2 separate regions of the Mus musculus genome follow, and region 1 is linked to region 2. The links are chromatin contacts, called in public HiChIP or PLAC-seq maps. All regions are on one chromosome and are shown on one strand. Each heading gives the region's core, a stretch centred on a gene start, on an enhancer-like site or on the middle of the called end of the contact. The rest is flanking DNA. Distances are from core to core; before and after follow the strand shown. Region 1 has its middle 16 kb from the start of Gm41563. Region 2 overlaps Rrp1b (ribosomal RNA processing 1 homolog B (S. cerevisiae)).

The links. HiChIP or PLAC-seq counts read pairs in DNA pulled down with a chosen protein or histone mark.
Region 1: a contact with region 2 is called in an H3K27ac HiChIP or PLAC-seq map of regulatory T cells, with 2.4 times the contacts expected there. The contact joins two enhancer-like sites. A contact is called at or near these places in 3 of 39 promoter capture datasets (cranial neural crest, frontonasal cranial neural crest and maxillary cranial neural crest), 3 of 115 datasets of contacts at active chromatin or transcription factors (embryonic stem cells, extraembryonic endoderm stem cells and regulatory T cells) and 2 of 9 other capture datasets (adipose tissue and pancreatic islet).

What each region holds. Positions count from the first base shown.
Region 1 is chr17:31,807,925-31,810,624 of GRCm38.p6, reverse strand. No RefSeq gene overlaps it. Among named protein-coding and RNA genes, the nearest start is that of Gm41563, 16 kb to the left of the region's middle. Within about 2 kb of position 1,279, at least 92 of the 459 cell types and tissues checked have an H3K27ac peak or open chromatin away from gene starts, as enhancers often do. A contact at or near this core is called in regulatory T cells, where this site is marked.
Region 2 is chr17:32,052,599-32,055,298 of GRCm38.p6, reverse strand. It overlaps Rrp1b (ribosomal RNA processing 1 homolog B (S. cerevisiae)), which reads right to left. Exons shown (of 16, transcript NM_028244.2): 9 at 2,472-2,560; 10 at 1,345-1,442; 11 at 175-194. Among named protein-coding and RNA genes, the nearest start is that of Rrp1b, 18 kb to the right of the region's middle. Within about 2 kb of position 1,423, at least 55 of the 459 cell types and tissues checked have an H3K27ac peak or open chromatin away from gene starts, as enhancers often do. A contact at or near this core is called in regulatory T cells, where this site is marked.

The DNA.
Region 1 (2,700 bases), core at 30-2,529, 240 kb after region 2:
CTTCCAACCATCCTCATGTATTGTCAAGCTTGAACAAGAATTTTTATGATTACCTTTGTCCCAATACATCACAAAAAGTCCACAGGGGTGCCCCTCCCCTGACCACAAAAGTCCATCTTCCCATTCAAATGAATTTAAAAAAGACTTCATTTTCCAAGTGAGATTTTTTTTTTAATTGCAATAAAAGAAAACCTGTAATTTGCCAAGCAACATCGCTGGCCCTCTCTTTCAGCGTGAGCATGTTCACTACAGGAAACCACTTCTTTTTAAAAATGAGGCTTCATTTCAGACACACCAGGGCTTGGAACAAAGTGCCCTTTAGAGATCTGAAGCCCAAGCGAGTGACAGTACCCTGGCTGATGCACAGCCAGGCGGATGGCAGCGTGGTACAGATGGAAGGTACCGCCCGCTGGCTGTGCTGTCGCCCGGGGGGCTTCTGGAGAGTGGCTGGCAGAGGAATCGGCAGATGTGAGGGCTGACGCTCTGCTCCTCGGAAGAGCAATTCTTGCTTCTGGCGGGAGGAAGGTGGGGTGCCACCACCCCAGCAGGGGCATGCGACTGTGCAAGAGGGTCATTGAGCAGCTGACGTGAGGGGAGCGAGGATGACGTCACCAGTGACGAACGAAGAGGGACCATCATGAAATATGCCATGGGAGGGAAGCTTTGTGCAGGAACAGCGAGGAGAGAGCCACCCTCCCCACTTCAGGACATTTTCTCCGTGGAAAACAAATGATGCAGTGATTCACAAAACTAAATTGTGCCTAATTTAAGCAGGGGAGGGCACTCGCCTGGGGATTGTCAGCATTGAAGAGGATCTTCTACCCTGAAGCCCTTGGTGCCTTATGCTCACTGGAGTCCATCTTCCACAAGGAGACAAAACGGGGTTCTGGGGACGGGGGTTAGAAGCACCAAGTGCTACGTTAATTAGGAAGCAACCATCAGCTCCCTATTGTTTCCAGCCTAGGACAGAACTGGCTAGTGAGGGTGGGCTTAAAAAGCTCTCCTGCACTTGCCCAACAAAGCAGACACAAGTTTGGGCCTTATAATGACTGCTCCTCCCTGCTCACCAAGAGACCAGCCCCAGGTTCTCCAGCACCTCAGCTGGGCCAGCTTTCTCTAGCTCAAGCAGGTCAGCCCTGCTGTCTTACCCTAAGGGAGAAAACCCGGAACTCAGGACCTCAGGAAAGATTCTGTTGCCAGGCTGGCAGGGGTAGGCTCTGCCATCCATGCGCGGTACAGTGGTTGCTTTGGGCTGGAGGCCTCCGTAAGGGTGTCACTTCCTCTCCTCAGCATCACCATTGTAGAGCATCCCCATGAGCAGGTGCGAGCACTGTCTGGCACATCTCTGTCACGAGGTCCTTTTTTTGTTTTGTTTTGTTTTGTTTTGTTTTGTTTTGTTTTGTTTTGTTTTGTTCAGTCCTGAAGACTAGTTTCATCCACTGTACTCATTGGTACAACTTGCTCTTGTGGTCACATAGACGACTCTCTAGGATCCCAGTCTTGTCCCCTCTCATGTCCCGTCTCAGTCGACCTTTATCATCAAGAACAAGGATGGCCAGCACGTTCTAGATGGGGTTGGGTGTTGGGGTGACAGTTCCCAGGCGAGGGGAAACTGAATCTCTCTTGGAAAGAGATCTGGGGAAGACAGGTGATGGGACCGTGTTGGATTTTGTCTCCACTTCTGTGGAATGGAAAGGGCTGAACAGGTCTGGTGGCATCCTAAGACCCAGGGAGACAGCTTCTTTTACTACTTGGAATTGGCCAGTTTTGTTTATAAGTACAGCAGTGATGTGGAAGAGGTGGTCAGCAAGCTCCTTCCTCAAGACCCCCCAGTCAGGGCGGGATAGAGATGCTGATGTCACTCGCAGCCCAGCTGGGCCTCCTGCAGAGCTGTCTGTGACATCTGTTCCCAGCCATAAAGATCCCAGGGGACTCTGTACATGGGCAGGTCTGGGGGCCTGGGCAGGAAGTAGGTGTCATATACAGTATGAGGAAGAAGGGCAGCATGGGCTCTCTGCCTGGGAGACCCCCGGGCCCTGCAAGGCAAGGCTGACTTCAACTTCCAGACACTTCATTTCTTGGTCTTCCCTGAGGGTCCTCGTGTTTCAGGAGAGGCCAAAGACAAGCATGCACCTTTTGCCTGCGGATCTAGTCCGAGTAACCTACGTGAACAAAGGAGATGGGCCATGGCCCTGCTGATGAAAGATTTTTTTCTTCTTCTTTTCTGTAACTCTAAGCACCTAAGGAATGCTGTGGTCACAAGAGGGCCCGTTCTTTTGTTAGGATAAGACCACAAGGAAATGACCTTGCTGGGGACCTTGGGAGTGGCCTCTGCTGGGAATGGAAAGGCTAGGAGTTGACTCCTGGCTCCAGTGAGTGACAGGGAAGGCCCCGGGGCACTAGGCATAGCTGGGCAAGTCGCTCCCTTTTGATGGCTCCTGAGGGTCAGGACTTGAAGGCACTAAGTAGATCCATGTGTTTGTAGGGTAGGAAGTAGCAAGTTACACCCCCCTCCCCCACCCCAGGCTGAAACTCTGCCCACCTCGGGGATTTCTGTTTCCCAGACCTTCAGTGTCCTTGTGTGCTACCAACACCCAGGAAGGCTTTCTTTCTTTCTTTCTTTCTTTCTTTCTTTCTTTCTTTCTTTCTTTCTTTCTTTCTTTCTTTCTCTCTCTCTCTCTCTCTCTCTCTCTCTCTCTC
Region 2 (2,700 bases), core at 174-2,673:
TGGATGGAAAGTATGTGCAAAGGGTCTTGCATGGAGGCATTTCCCAGGGTACTTGCTTAGGTGAACGCAATGAGGGTGGCCACCCACGGATTAATTTCCCTATGACCCGAAGTCTTGGATTTGGCCGGGCTGCCCTTGGTGGGGTGTGTACTGGGTGAGAACAACTCTTCTTACCTTCACAGAGGTCCTGGAACCTGTAAAAAAACAAAAAACAAAAAAGCACATGGAAGTTCAGAGTTCACAGCTCAGGTTTTGAACATAAAACGGGAATCCGGATACTCAGTGCTCACTCTCTCCTCCACAGGGAGGCTAGGGGACAGCCCCACCTAGGGATGCGGTGAGTCAGGAAGGAAGAAGCCTAGGACAAAGGTGCTTTCCATTCCACCAGCTCTGCATAGGACACAGTGGCACACAATACCAAGAGATCCCATGTCTGTCTCGCTTGTTTCTGAAGGCAGACAACTTAACGCTCTGCTATGTTCAGGGGAGGTTTGCCCACTAGGGTTCTCTTTATGCATCAGACCAAATAACCAAAGCTGAGGCTATGAGGGATGTACATAGGGCTGGGATGGGTCGCTGGGGCAGGCAGGTCAGCCCTAGTACCCACACTGAAGCCCCTGGCATGCCTTTGGAGGTCCAGCTATAAAGCACGAGAACTTATGGATGCCATCTACTGGGGAATTCTTTAAGAGCCATTTTTGGTGTGTCCACACATTTGCAGGTGAGCACACGTGCATGTAGAGTCAGAGGTTGATACCAGGTATCTTCCTCAGCCACTCTCCCCTGGGTCTCTCATTTGAACTCAGAATTTATCAATTTGGCTAGTCTAGTTATCTTGCTCTAGGAGTCCCATCTCTGCCTCCCAACCAAGTGAGCTGCCTTGATGCCTGGAACTTCATGGGTGCTGGGATTAGACATGAGACTCCACACCTGCCAGCCACTTCCATTCGTACTGAGGATCTAAACTCTAACCTTCATTCTTTATTCATTGGGTCGAGTCCCTACCTCCTTTCTAAAGGCATTCATAATATTAAAGGATCGAGCTCAGATCAGTTACTGCCATGTGGTTATGAATAAAGTGATAAAAGATAAAGAAAAAGGCAGCGGGGGCTGGAAAGATGGCTCAGAAGTTCCAGAGGACCTGAGTTTGGTTCCTGGTACCCACACTGGATGCCTCACAACTGCCTGTAACTCTAGTTCCAGAGCACCACTTTGTTCGGGCCGCTGCAAGAGCACACATACACAGACACACACTGACACATCTAACAGTAAATACATCTTTAAGAGAAGGAAAGAAACGTGGGAGAGTGCTGGTGTGGCCACAGGATCTCACTTGCTACTTACTTTCTGACTAGTCTGCAGAGTCGCTTCCTGTTGAAAGGCGGGGTGCTTTTTGAGTTGGCTATTTCCAGGAGTCGATCAGCAACAGCCTTATAGTCAAACTACCACAAAGAGACAGGAAACCCAAGCAGTGGTGAGACAGCCTGGCCTGTCTGAGAGTCACCTTCTAGCTGCTGTTGGGAGCAGTCTTCTCCAAACTGGGCTCTCATGCACAGAGAAGAACTGCCTGAGGAGCCTGCTTGTATGCTCATCCTGGGGTCTCAATCTCTATAACTGTCTTTACGTTTTCAAAGCACAATTGTGTACGCATGTGTGGAGTGGCACAGACCTTTAATCCCAGCAGTTGGGGAATAGAGGTAGGTGGATCTTTGTGAGTTCAAGGCCAGCCTGGTTTACATGGCAGTTATTGAGTAGCCAGGGCTACATAAAGGAAAGACCCGGTAACCAACCAACCAACCAACCAACCAACCAACCAACCAACCAACCAAAACTCAAAACTAGAAGCCTGGCATGGTGGTGCACTGGTGTATTCCCAGTACTCGGAGGGGCAGAAGGACCGCTGTGAGCCCCACTCCACCTAGACTATATACAGCAAGATCTGCTTAAAAACAACCCCACCCCCCAAGGCCCCCATAAAGGCTGGTGCTGTTACATGCAGAAGAACAGGCAACAGTGCTTACAAAATGAGGTTCGGGATCTTTCAAAACCCACTTAACTGTTCATTGATTATTTTTGATAGGATCTTTCTGCATAGCCCAGGCGTGTCTGAACTCAGAGACCTGTCAACCTCTGCCTCCCGAATGCTGGGATTGAGTGTGTGTACCACCATGCTTGGCTTCATTTTGTTTTTGTTTTTTTGAAATAGGAGTGTACTAGGTAACCCAGGCTGTTCTTGAACTTGAGACCCTCCTATGTGCTGAGGATCCATGTGAACAACACCACACCAGCCTAAAACCCTTTCAACTGTGTCTCCAACAAGCTCATTCTAAGAATGGTGACATTAATTACAGAAGGGATTATAAAGGACTTTACAATTTAAGCCTTATGGCTTAATGAGCTCTGACTCTAATTCTCTAGCCAAGCCATCCCAGGTCAACCCACATTCTATTAAAAGCAAAAGCTGCTCCCACCTGGAGAGGTGACCCTGAATCTTTCAAGGCTGCACAGATGTCTCTTTCTCTGCTGCCAATGACTCCGTCTCTGAGGCATTCGTCTAGTGCTGCCAAAACACATCCAAAGACAAAGACACAGTCTTGACATTCAAGAATGGATGTGGCTCAGTCCCTCCAGGCTCTGGGTTCAATCCCCATTACCAGGGAGAACACCAGTGACTGCTGCCTGGGGAGATACTTGAAACTG